2 separate regions of the Acanthopagrus latus genome follow, and region 2 is linked to region 1. A link is a contact called in public Hi-C data. All regions are on one chromosome and are shown on one strand. Each heading gives the region's core, a stretch centred on a gene start, on an enhancer-like site or on the middle of the called end of the contact. The rest is flanking DNA. Distances are from core to core; before and after follow the strand shown.

What was found. A called contact is a pair of places that touch in the nucleus more often than the background predicts.
Region 2: a Hi-C map of muscle shows a contact between it and region 1, with 4 times the contacts expected there. The contact joins the promoter of LOC119004906 here to the promoter of LOC119034412 in region 1. A contact is called at or near these places in 2 of 4 Hi-C or Micro-C datasets (both in muscle).

The regions. Positions count from the first base shown.
Region 1 is chr16:1,853,423-1,860,157 of fAcaLat1.1, forward strand. LOC119034412 (BTB/POZ domain-containing protein 6-B) reads right to left here and starts at 1,280. Exons shown (of 4, transcript XM_037125373.1): 1 at 1-1,280. The coding sequence starts at 395. It overlaps brf1a (BRF1 RNA polymerase III transcription initiation factor subunit a), which reads left to right. Exons shown (of 19, transcript XM_037125371.1): 7 at 4,930-5,079.
Region 2 is chr16:2,017,146-2,023,457 of fAcaLat1.1, forward strand. LOC119004906 (E3 ubiquitin-protein ligase TRIM39-like) reads left to right here and starts at 2,528. Exons shown (of 1, transcript XM_037072236.1): 1 at 2,528-4,511. The coding sequence starts at 2,528. The coding sequence ends at 3,829.

The DNA.
Region 1 (6,735 bases), core at 30-2,529:
GGCGGATCGACGTTGTTGTTGTTGATGTTCTGCTGGGTGGTCGGGGTGGTCGCCGCGCTGCTGCTGCTGGCCTGGCTCACCGGCACCTCCTTGGTCTTCTCGGTGTCCGCCACCGTGGTGCCGGTGGACAGGTTGGTGTTGTTGGTGTTGGCGGCGGGGTACAACTCCGCAGCCATCTTCTCCTCCTCCACCTCCTCCTTCCTCCTCTTCTGCTGCTGCTGCTGCTGCTTCTTGCTCGACAGGGACAGAGTCAGGATCTCATAACATACCGGCAGCCTGCCCGGGAGCTTGCCGACCTTCTTGGACTTTTTCAGCGTTTCTGGGAGAAGGAGTAGATAAGTCAGACACCTCATGATCCGGCCATGATGGAGCAACCTGCAGTCTGCCGTTGGCATCGGCACGAGCGAGCGGTCGTCTTCGGTCGTCGGTATCCGGGGAACTGGATCTGTCGCGCGCGCTGAAAAACGAACTAACTGACGTCCGGTCGTCCGCGGAGGAATCAGCCGTTAATCAGGGAGATTTAAAACCACATCGACGGCGAAGTTCACACGACAACATGTAAATATCCGTCCGGCGTCCAACTTCGACCGCAGGCACTTTTGCTCCGTGTCCCGGCGGTCAGCTCATCCTCTCCGGACGGAGAAATGTCCGCTTGTTTTCCCTTTTTCAGCGAGTCGGTAATCCGGATAGTCGCAGCTGGTATTCAAGTCCTTGCTCTGTTTTCCACCCCGCCTCCGCGTTAATCCCCTCGGATACTTATCCCTTTCTCTCCCGACCGACTGTCGACCGAGGCGGATCCAGCTGCCGTGTTCCTCCGGCCGTCCTCACCCGAGGTATACACTCATTTGTGGGGAGTTTTTGAGGTCCGCTTCATTTTCTCTGCGTTTTTTTCCCCCCCTCGTCGTGATCTCCTCGGACGCCCAGGGCTCGCTCTGGACCAATCAGATCCCCGCCCCGCGCTGACGTCAGGAGAGCAGAGGCGCCTCCCCCAGCAGCTCCGCAGAGTGCGTCACCGGGCCGAAGCACCGCCCCCTCGTCCCGCTGATCAGAGCCGCTGCTGGGATAAAAATACAATTAAAGAGAAGGTCGCTTAAATACGAGCCTGCAGGCCGGCAGCGACCAGGCGACATGACCCCGAAACACACAGCACTTCGTCCAGGATACAGCGGAACACCATGATCTCATGTCAGCTGTGATATACATCTTATTCTGTGTGTTATTATCCAGCTGGGACACGTCCTAATCCTCTGTACGTGATCTCTACTGAAGGAAACACCCCACAAGTTAAAACCACAATCAATAAATTATTCATTATTAATGCTTTATTACACCCCCAAACACTTACTAAATGATAATAATAAGCACATATGTTGTTTTACAGCATAAATACCTGTTTCAGCCTCGTATAAGGGAGTAGAATCATGTTTTATATGTCATATTTGACCATGTTATCATTTTATGTGGACTCAATGGGGAAAAAGTTGCATTTAAAGGGAGAAAAAGCTTATTTTGCGTGTTATTATCGAGGTGGAGAGGCTGTGACACGTCCTAACACTCAGTCTATGATCTCAACTAAAGGAAACACCCCACAAATTAATGCCACAATCAACACATTCTTTATTATTAACTTATTACATGATAATGATAAGCACATATATAGTTATATGCTTAATTCAGCCACTAAAAAGAGAACAGCATCATGTTTTATGTTTTATATTTGACGATGTTGGGACCTCCTGGTGAAATAAAGATGAAATTCAATAGAAAAACAGTCTCAAGCAAGTCCCAAGTAATTTTTTCTTGGGCAAGTCAAGTTGTGATTTACATATAAAGGGAAAAAAATCTTATTTTGTGTGTTATTATCGAGGTGGAGAGGCTGTGACACATCCCAACCCTCATTACATGAGCTCTACTAAATGAAACACCCCATTAATTAAAACCACAGTCGACAAATTATTTATTATGAACTTATTAAATGATAATAATAATAAGAACATCTGTCATTTTTGCATCATAAATACTTATTTCAACCTTCATAAGGGGAATAACATTAACATCCCATTCAACTTGTCACATTTGACCATGTCGGGACTTTCTGATGAAATACTTATTTTTTCTTGAGTCAGTCAGGTTGAGTCTTTAGTTTAAGGCAAGTCAAGTCTCTGCAGACTTATCTGCACTTCCTGATCTTTATAAAGAGAAAAGACAAGGTAACCAGATCAGAACCGGTCTGATGACATTATTGCCCAATTTATGTAAGCCGTTCAAAAAGTGTGATTTATTTCCTAATTTTTGTTCAGTTGACAGCTGGACTGAAAACAACCAAATGAAAACATGAAATGAACACAAATGTCATTAAAACACAGACCTGAGTCTAATATAAAAACCTAAAACGGCTTATTGTGATTATCGCCTCAGCCTGTGGCTAACAGCTAGCAGGCAGTTCTCTACTCACAGCCTAACAAATTACTGGTATTATTTAAACTTTTTCTTCTTCACCGCTGCAGAACATTTCGGCCTGACATTTTTGAAGCAGAGCAGCTAATGTTGCCGTAACGCTGCGTCGGATGCTCGTCTTTTCTCCAAAGTTCAAAGTAAATATAAATATCCTCATCATTTTGTGATTGGCTGCTGTCAACAACGCTGTCTGAATGTTTTGGAAAGAGAAGTGCCCGGATGGAACGATGTGACACAGACGTGCGGTGAGAATTTAAAAATAATGGATAATTTTTTCACTTTCCAGTGGATCGATATATCGACAGTCCTGATATCTGACCAGACAAACAAGGTGACATCACAGCTACAATTTACATTGACATAAAGAGCATCAGTGTGCAGTCAGGTTTGGATGAGTGAGACTTTCTTCTCTGATTATCAACAATCATACAGAAGAAACTCAAAGAGACAAATTTAAAACCCGCAGTAACAAAAAATAGACCAGAATCCTCTGCAGCTCCGAGTCAGTTTGGGCTCTTGAGGGAAGGGCGCAGCTTCCCCCTCAGCCGACTGATAACACTTTAATGCTATTCATGCCGCTCCGCTCCCACATTTGATTGAACGGAGCGAGTTCGCGGCCCTTCTCTGGGGGTGGTCCAAGTAATTTTGGGGAATGTCGGGAACAGAAGTAGAAGCAGGCGATGCGGGTCGAGGGGAAAGTGGGTACACGAAAAAAGTAAACTCCAGCACTCCATCACAGAATGACTCCTGGGCTGTTTGAGCATCACAGATTGATTATTCTCGACAGTGAAAGAGGATTCCAGGTGCATTTCTTACCCCCTTAAACAGCCTCTTTTCTACGGAGATCTCGTCTGGTCTCTTACAGATGGTGGAGCTTGGAGCGGTGATGGCGAGCTCTGCAGACGTATCATTACATGGTGTGGGGGGGGGAGGGATCAGCCTGGATCTGATTACCAGCTGGCTCGACCAGCTTTCCACTGGACCGCTCTATAAACGCAGCCACTGACTTCAAAGATATTTGACTCCGCTGTCCTGAAACTCTTCTTTTTGTCTCCAGGCTAACAGTGGAAAGAGAATTCCTCCTAATGTTGATATTAAATTAGATTTCCCAGCAAGGTAAAAACCACTTTCAGAATAAAAACTCAAACTGGCCACCTGCCAGGCTGTTTCAAGGCAGAGGCAGGTGGTTCTGAAGGTTTTGCTCTCTCCAGCTGAATCCAAAGTATTTTTCCCTAAAGTTTACGATACGCCGCGCTGTCCAAGTTTCTCAGAGACATTTGAGAAGCAAAAGGTTTGTGATTGGAAGGCTGCCCATTCAAATCCTTTCGCCAGCTGCGAAAATCTGGACGGAGACGCCGAATGAGAAACAGGCTGCTTCGAGGTGCACTCGAGCTAAATGCTAATCCTCAAGTTCTCCACTGGAGCTAATTAGCAGCCAGCGGGAGGAGACTGGTTTTACTGGGGGGGCACACAGGTGCTAATGATCTAAATCTGCTTTCAGAATGGGACAGAACTGCATTTTCTTCGGTTTATTTACAGCTCAGACGCAGGTGAACCGAAGCTCACCAACAAAATCTGTATGGACACATAAGCAGCCTGTTTATTGGACAGAGTTCTCGTTAAAGTGTCATCCTGAGAGAGTTTTGGCAGCAGGTTGAGAGACGAGCAGACCTGATATCAGTCCATGAAACCATAGCAGGATGGACTCGTACGCTCCCTCCGCCATGATTTATCCTCTCCAGGAAAACACACACGAGACAGAAGCTGAATGTGATCATTACAGGATACTTATTAACCAGGAACTGAGCAGTTCCTGCAGCTGACGTCCAGGCTGTCTGAAATTAATCAGTTACTTGTTTGGTCCATAAAATGTCAGAAAATTGACTTAAAACCATTAAATGAATATTAAACCAGTTGGCCGTTATGTACCAATATAAAAAAAAGATGCTTGGAGTATTTAACTGTTTCGCTGCCCTGACGTCTTTATAGACATTTATGGTCATTGTTAAGCTGTAAAATGTTCTGCCTGTGTTATATGTCTTTGTCATACGTGTTTGATAGCAACATTTTAAGGATCGTTACAAAAAATGACAATCTGCAAGAAAACTCAGCGCAAGATTGTTTTGCGTCACATATTTAGTAGCAATAAGGACGTTAAAGAACCAGAACAAAACATTCAGAAACCATGAGCTGCTTCTCTGTCGTTGTTCAGCAAATGATAAAAAATCCAAACTGGAAAAAATCAGATTTTCCACATCTGTCAGTGTGAAGGAATCTACTAAGATGTTCTCTGTCCAACAACCTGACCCGTTTACTTCTCTGGTCCACGGCCCAACTTTCCACATCAGACGGTTCTGCAGACAGAACCTTCTTTGGCTCAAGGAACCGAAAGGAACAAATGCTCCAGATTTTAAAGGCACGACTGAATCAGAACATGCACCTCTATAATCACAAACACTTCTCTGTCTGCAGACCCGTGCCTGTACATCCCCCGTTTCGCCCAAATGTTGGAATTTGGGGAGAAGAACCACGAAGTGTCCATGACGGCGATGCGCCTGGTGCAGAGGATGAAGAGGGACTGGATGCACACGGGACGAAGGCCGTCGGGCCTCTGTGGAGCAGGTGAGCGTCGTGTCTGCCGTCTGTGCTGCCGAGGACTGTTTTAATTTCAGGTGAGTGGTGCTGGCAGCCGGCCTGTCATCAGAGGATTCCTGTTTCCAGTCCTCTGAGGAGAGAAAGTGATTAACGCTCACTGTTCTGTTGGCATCTAATCACCAAGGTGCCCTTCACCCTCAGAGACTCCTGAAACTCTGCCCAGTGACCATCAGTATTAGAAACTCAGCCCGAGGTGTCTCTTTCTCACCTCACTGTACAACAGACTCACACTTTTATTAATATCAGTGGATTTCAGGACTGTGGGAAGTTTACTGCCTTGTTTAACTTTGCACATAGTGATTTTCATCACTGTGAGGAAAGGTTTCAGAGCAAAGGGAACATGTAAATGAACCTGCACAAGGCAAAATATGATAAAAACACAAAGAAGACCCTCAACTTTAGAGCCTCTTTCATGCACTATAGATGAACATTAAAGCAGAGGACGGCGCTCAGGGGGGAGATCAATATGAGAAGCTGTTTTTGTTCAATCTTTAAACAAGCAAACCCCCCCGTTAGCTCAAAGTGCAGAATTAGCTGTTGGCGTCCTGCCAGCTGGAGTTTTAATAAAGAATTGGATCATTTTGTCAAGAAACTTGCGAGTAAGAGACGGTAATGAATACTGTAGAGGTTTATCTCGCTCTGTAGTTCTTCAACACGCAGCGTGTAAAAGTCTCTCGCACACTAATAACCAGGACGAGGAGGCTTCTGTCGATTTAAAGGAGCAGTTTGTAAGATATGGCCAGAACTGTCGTTATCACAGTGTAAAGGAACGCTGCTGTCGTCAGCTAGATCAGAGCTGCAGCACGCTGAACGCCCTTTTACAGATCAACACTATAACACGCAGACATTACAAACAGATGATGTGCCCACCAACCGGTCTGCTGGCAGGTGAATCCTGACACTCACCTGCGTCTTTCACTGCTTTTGCTGCCAACTAGGTTACAAATGTATTCTGGCCTTTTGACTGTCTGCTGGTCGTCTGCCAGAGAGACGAACCTGAGAGCACCTGCCTCAAACCACACCACAGTTCGCCCGCCGTCGATTTGCCACCCTGCCCGTCGCCCTGTTAGCGTGAGTGCTGTGGTGCAGTTTATGTGGAACAGCTGAGCTCAAAGCTGCTTCTCCTCCGCGTCGCGTCTCAGCTGGTGTCAACCTGAATACACTCGGCTGCGACGCATTACCAGCCGAGACGTCTTGAAATCGAATCACCAGCTTCCTCTGAGCCCTGCATGTTTACGTTCACGGTTTCAATTTTCGTCTTTCTCTGTTCCTCAGCTGCATTGCCTGAATAATTAATCGCTCATCATAAATCATTGAGAGGGGATACAGTCGGATGGAAGGAGGGAAAAGTTTGTTCCCAAATATGATGCAGATCTTGCTGTTGACAAATCAGAATGCGTATCTGCAAAAAGCTCTTCAGGATGGAAGGGATTTTTTTTTTTTTTAATTGCGTCACTTTTTTTAACGAGTTAAAGGACAAAGTTAACTCTGCATTAAGGGAAGAGAACCAGCAACTTTGAAGCTGCACGGTTCCAAGGTGGAAGCGGTAAAATGTTTGAGAAAGTCCTCAGCGGAGCTAAAAGCCAGCACTTCAGTCCTGAAGGCTGTTAGAAGTGTGCATGT
Region 2 (6,312 bases), core at 1,278-3,777, 160 kb after region 1:
AGGGCCACTGGCAATTGACGACTGGGCCACTGACTGAGGGCCACTGACTGAGGGCCACTGGCAGGTGTCGACCGGGCCGCCGACTGAGGGCCACTGGCAGGCACTGGGGTTGAGACTGTGGTCTGGGTTGGTAGCCAGGCTGTGGCTGCGGCGTTGGTTTGGGCTGGGAGCTCGGCTGTGGCTGAGGCCTGGGCTGCAATAGCTTAATCTCTAAGATGGTTTCTCGCATTAAAGAGTCAGAACAACAAGCTGCCAAACCAGGAGAAGTTCCGTATGACGTCTGCACTGGAACCAAACTGAAGGCCCTGAAGTCCTGCTTGGTGTGTCTGGTGTCCTACTGTGAGACTCACCTACAGCCTCATCTGACAGTGTCAGGCCTGAGAAGACATCAGCTGATCGACCGACCAGACATGTGTCTGCATGCGCTGCACTATTTCAGACCACAAACAACATGAAGTTGTTTCTCTGAAAGAGGAATGTGAAGGAAGAAAAGCAGAGCTGGGTGAGACAGAGGCTGAACTTCAGCAGATGATCCAACAGAGACAAGTGAAGATTGAAGAGTTCGAACAATCTGTCATGGTCAGCAGGGAAAATGCAGGCAGGGAAATAGCAGAAGGTGTTCAGGTGCTGACTAGCCTGAGAGATGCTATTGATAGAAAGCAGGCTGAAGCCATTAAAGTGATTCAATCGAAGCACAAACTGATAGAGAAACGAGCTGAAGGCTTCAACAAAGAGCTGGAACAAGAAATCTCTGAGCTGAAAAAGAAAAGTGCTGAGCTGGAGCAGCTCTCACACTCTGAAGACCACCTCCTCCTCCTGCAAAACCTCCAGGCCCTGAAAGCAGCTCCACCCACCAAGGACTGGACTGGACTAGCTGTAATATTTTAGAGAGTTTGTAAAATTACTTGCAGTCAACAGAACAACAAAGCAACAACCATGAAAATCTGTCACAACATATGTGGTGAATACACGCATGTTTTGCCTCTTGATATCTGTTTTATACTGATTTCTTATTAGTAATATGTTTGAAAAATAAATGTTCAAGAGTGGAAAAAATGGGATTGTTGTTTCTCAGTCGTTAATATGGGAAACTAGCATTGATATTGTTTTTATACTGAAATAAACAGATTTTGTAAGACTATATCTCATGTTTTCTATTAAGTCAATATAGATACAACCTCTATACAACACAAACATTGATATGATATAATAATGAATACAAACAGAACAAATGTCATAAAACAACAGCAAAGAAGGCACTGAAAGAGGATTTGAAGGAAAAGCCTTGCCATACAAATTTTGATAAACATCAAGAGACACTCCTTGTTTCATTGTTGTCTCTGTTGTGTAGAAACAGCTGTTTCGCTGTTGTTCCTGACTCTCTCCTGACCCAACACAAGCTCTAACACCCTGCAGCCAATCAGAATCAAGTATTCACAGAGACCATGGTGTAAAACCAAAAATCCAACATCCTGTGGATGTCTTAAACTGGCCTCTTCTGTTGTCTTTTTGTAAAAGTATTTTCTGTTGACTGCTGTAGACTCTCATTGCAGAATATTTTAAAATTAAATAATCTCCAAATATCTCTCAGTGCACATAAACAGCCTCAGTACTTTGCTTCCCTAATATTTTTTTCCATGTGTCACAAATACTTCACTGTTAGTAACCTGAAGGAGGAAACAAACTGTCAGGAACAGAGCTGGAACAAGAGGCGGTGCAACATAGGAAAATCAGGTGAGATCCAACATCAGATACCTCAACAAGAACTGAGAAATCATCAGAGTAAGAAGAGTGTTGCAGCGCAGACTCACCTTGTTGTTTCTCTCTGAACAGCCAGAATCAAACTCAGTTCATCTCATCTTTTATAAAAGTCTCTGCCAAACAGCGGTGAGTACAGCAGATTATATCTAATGTGTTTATGATATCAGCATTAACACACACTGGAGCTGTTTTCAATCAGGGCGTGTTTTTATTTTCCTTCGTATTTTTTACATTTGAATAACTTGTCAAATGAAACTTTGACAAATGTAAAATGAAATCATATAATACAAAACTGTCTCCTGACATTCTGGTAATGATCATTTGATGTTTAATAATTAAGGATTCTGTTGTTCTGTTTCTTCACACTTTCACTTTTGTTTTCCCTGGAAATGTCAGCTGTCGGCCTCACAGTAACATTTACACGAGCTGTCCTTAGTCAATGTGTGCTTCTATTGTCAGTTAATGAAAGAAACTTTCACTTATTTATCTACTAACAGTCAGTGATCATATTATTTTTTGAAGTATTCCCTTGGCCTTTTTTATGGCTTCATTGGATAGGACAGCTTGAGAGTTGACAGCAGACAGGATGAGAGTGAGGGGGGACGACACGCAGCAAAGGGCCAGAGGTCAGACTGTGTCCTGGGCTGCTGCAGCGAGGACACAGCCTCTCCACCAACTGAGTCCCTGTGGCACCCTGTGATACTATTGGATAATCATTTAATTAACGTTTTGCTTCTTCACACTTTCACTTTTGTTTTCAGTGAATATGTCAGCTGCCAAAAGACCTTTCCCCAAGGATCAGTTTCTGTGCTCCATCTGTCTGGATGTGTTCACTGATCCTGTCACCACACCATGTGGACACAACTTTTGCAAAAACTGCATCACTCAACACTGGGATAGTGAAGCCCATCGTGAGTGTCCCGACTGTAATAAACGTTTCAAGAGAAGACCTGAGCTGCAGGTCAATAGTTTAATCTCTGAGATGGCTTCTCGCATTAAAAAGTCAACTCAACAGAGAGCAGAACTGGGTGACACAGAGGCTGAACTTCAGCAGATGATCCAGCAGAGACAACTGAAGATTGTAGAGTTCAAACAATCTGTCAAGGTCAGCAGGGAAAATGCAGGCAGGGAAAAAGCACGAGGTGATCAGGTGCTGACTAGGCTGAGACGTGCTATTAAGAAAAGGCGGACTGAAGCCGTTAACGTGATTCAATTGAAGCACAAACTAATAGAGAAACAAGCTAAAGGCTTCATCAAAGAGCTGGAACAAGAAATCTCTCAGCTGAAGAAGAAAAGTGCTGAGCTGAAGCAGCTCTCACTCTCTGAAGACCACCTCCTCCTCCTCCGAAACCTCCAGGCCCTGAAAGCTGCTCCACCCACCAAGGACTGGACAGAGGTCAGAGTCCGTTCTCCATCATATGAGGGAAATATGAGGTCGGCTCTTGCTCCATTGGTGGAGATGCTCTTAACTGAATTGAATAAACTGCTGCCAAACATTGCACTCAGAACTGCCCAGCAGTCTGCAGTGGATGTGACTCTTGATCCTGATACAGCAAATCCAACACTCATCCTGTCTGCAGATGGTAAACAGGTACATCATGCTGATGTCAAGAAGAAGCTCCCAGATAACCCAAAGAGGTTTTCTCGTGATCTGTGCGTGGTAGGGAAGCAGGTCATTTCTGCAGGAAGATTTTACTTTGAGGTTCAGGTTAAGGGGAAGACTTGCTGGGTTATAGGAGTTGCCAATGAGTTGATCAATAGGAAGGGGCCACTCAATATTGATCCTCAGAATGGTTACTGGACTCTTGGTTTGAGGAAAGAAAATGAGTACTACGCTACTGCAGGCCGTCTGGATTTAAAGTCACAGCCTGAGAAGGTGGGGGTGTTTGTGGATTATGAGGAGGGTCTGGTCTTGTTTTATGATGTGGATGCTGCCAGTCTTATCCATGCCTTGACTGACTGCTGCTTCACTGAGAGACTCCTCCCATTCTTATACCCCGCCCCCAATAAGAGTGGCAAAAACTCCGCCCCTCTGATCATCCGTCCTGTCAAACACAGGGTAAAATAACTATCGAGAAAAAGACAGATCTCCACATTTAGTAATAACGTAATGAGCACCGGCGTTTTGTTCAGATTCTATTTAATGTGGATTTTTGCATCTTGATTATATCCAACTCCACCCTGCAACTTACTGCTGTAGCACAATCATTTAGTTGATCTTGTTTAATGTAGTTTAATTAAGTTTCAGACTGTCTGTAAATACCAAACAAGCAGTCCAGTAGTCACAGGCCCAACCTGAAGAAATGTTCTCAATGGCAATCTTTTGCAGGAAACATTTCTGTCTTAGTTGTGATCTCTCTATGACAATATAATAATTAATAAAAATAGACAGATTGACCACATACATTAAAATTATTGTTAGAATTTATACACTTATTAGAAACGGCTGTTTCCCTTTTGTTCCTGACTCTCCTCAAATATTGACCCGTCACAAGCTTTAACACTCTGCAGCCTATCAGCACTCACTGAGACCATGGTGTAAATCCAAAAATGCAATACCTTGTATGTTAGGTTAAATAGTCTCCAAATATCTCTCAGTGCACATGGACAGCTTCAGAACTTCCCTAATACTTTTTTCATATACCACAAATACGTCACAGTTATTAACCTGAGGAACAGAGCTGGAACAAGAGGCGGAGCAACATAGGAAAATCAGGTGAGATCCAACATCAGATACCCACCCCACCCCCACCCCCACCCCCAACACACACACACGCGCGCACATACACACACACACACACGTGCGTTTTCAATTAAGGCGTGTCCGTTTTTTTTCTCAGTAACATTTACATGATGTAGTCAATGTGTGCTTCTTTTGTCATTTTATATATGTATGAAAAACATTTCAAAAGTAATCTTCTGGTCTTTTTTGGTGGATATATATTTATATATTTGCTGGTGTATTGATTTAAGAGGACAGCTTGAGAGGGGGGACGACTCTCCACCAGCTGAGTTACTGTGGAACCCTGTAGTTTGATTTAAGTGACATTCTGCTTCTTTACACTCTCACTTTTGTTTTCAGTGAATGTGTCAGCTGACAGCAGCTTTTATTCATTTATTTCCATTTATTTGATCTTGTATAATGTAGTTTAATTATGTGGTAAACTGTAATTATCAAAAAAGCAGTCACATAGTCACTTAACCTGAAGTTGCTTGTATATTTTTATGTAAGTTGAGAGGTTGAGAAGTTGAGTTTTTATGACTTCATGATCATAATGTAAATTGATATAAAACAGCAGGAAACTTTTGTTTGACTTCCTTTTGCAGGAGACATTTATGTCTCAGTTGTGATCTTTAACTTCTCATTTGAATATTTTACAGAGTTTGTAAAATGACTTGCAGTCGACTGAACAACAACCATGAAAATCTGTCACAACATGTGGAGAATATACGCATGCTTTGCCTCTTGATATCTGTTATATACTGGTTTTATTATTACTAATATGTTTGTGAAAACAATATTGAAGACTGGAAAAAGTGGGATTGTCTCTCTGTCATTAATGAGGTAAACTAGTTTGTATGCTGTGTTTATACTGAAATAAACAGATTGTGTGAGACTTTATCTAGTGTTTTCTTTAAATCCAATACAGACACAACATCTATGCAACACAATAAGGGGCAACAAACACTGATGAGATTATATAATAATAAATAAAAAAAGATAAATTAACAACAAATATTAAAACTGTTGTTAAAAGTTGAACAGAATTGGTTTCCTATAACACACTTTGATAAATTGTGATACATTGATTTTACATAAATATTTAAATAGGAAATGTGACCTAGTCACAAATTGCATTAATACTCTGGATGATGAGAACACACCTCTCTGTACTGAATTTAAGCACTTTTCATATTTTATATTAATGTTTTATTAATAAAACAAAAATAAAAAAAGTGTTTTTGTCAATAGTTTCAAAGCCATGTTATATCTTTATACTTAGTTCAATCATTAATTTAATTATTTAGTGCTCTTTGTATTTGATATTTATATTATTATACATTTTATATAGAAATTAAAATCAGTATATTTTCAGTAAAATCATCTACATGTGATCCATTGACTCAAAATACATTTAATGGTTTTTATATTCAGGAAATTCTTTAAAATAGCTTCCAGGTTTTTAAATGAAAAAGGTTTTTCAGTTCTCTGTCATCAAGGAGGAGAGAAACCAGAAATGAAACTATTATTGTAACACTTGACAACAACTTTAATGTTCAGCTCTGATTAACTTGTATGTTTAATGACAACAATAAGTAACAGTGCTGCTGTTCTGTTGAGCTAAATCTCATCTTACACTAGATATTAAAGAAAATAAATGCAGTCATGTTGCAGTGACCTCCACCAGATCACAGCTGATAATATTAAAATAATGTCTGTGCTGCAGAAATCGTCCACTAGAGGTCACCCTATCTCAGGTAAACCTGCTTCAGACATGTTCTAACAGCTCTCCAGGTACAGAGGTCAGTATACAGTGAGACTATTATGAC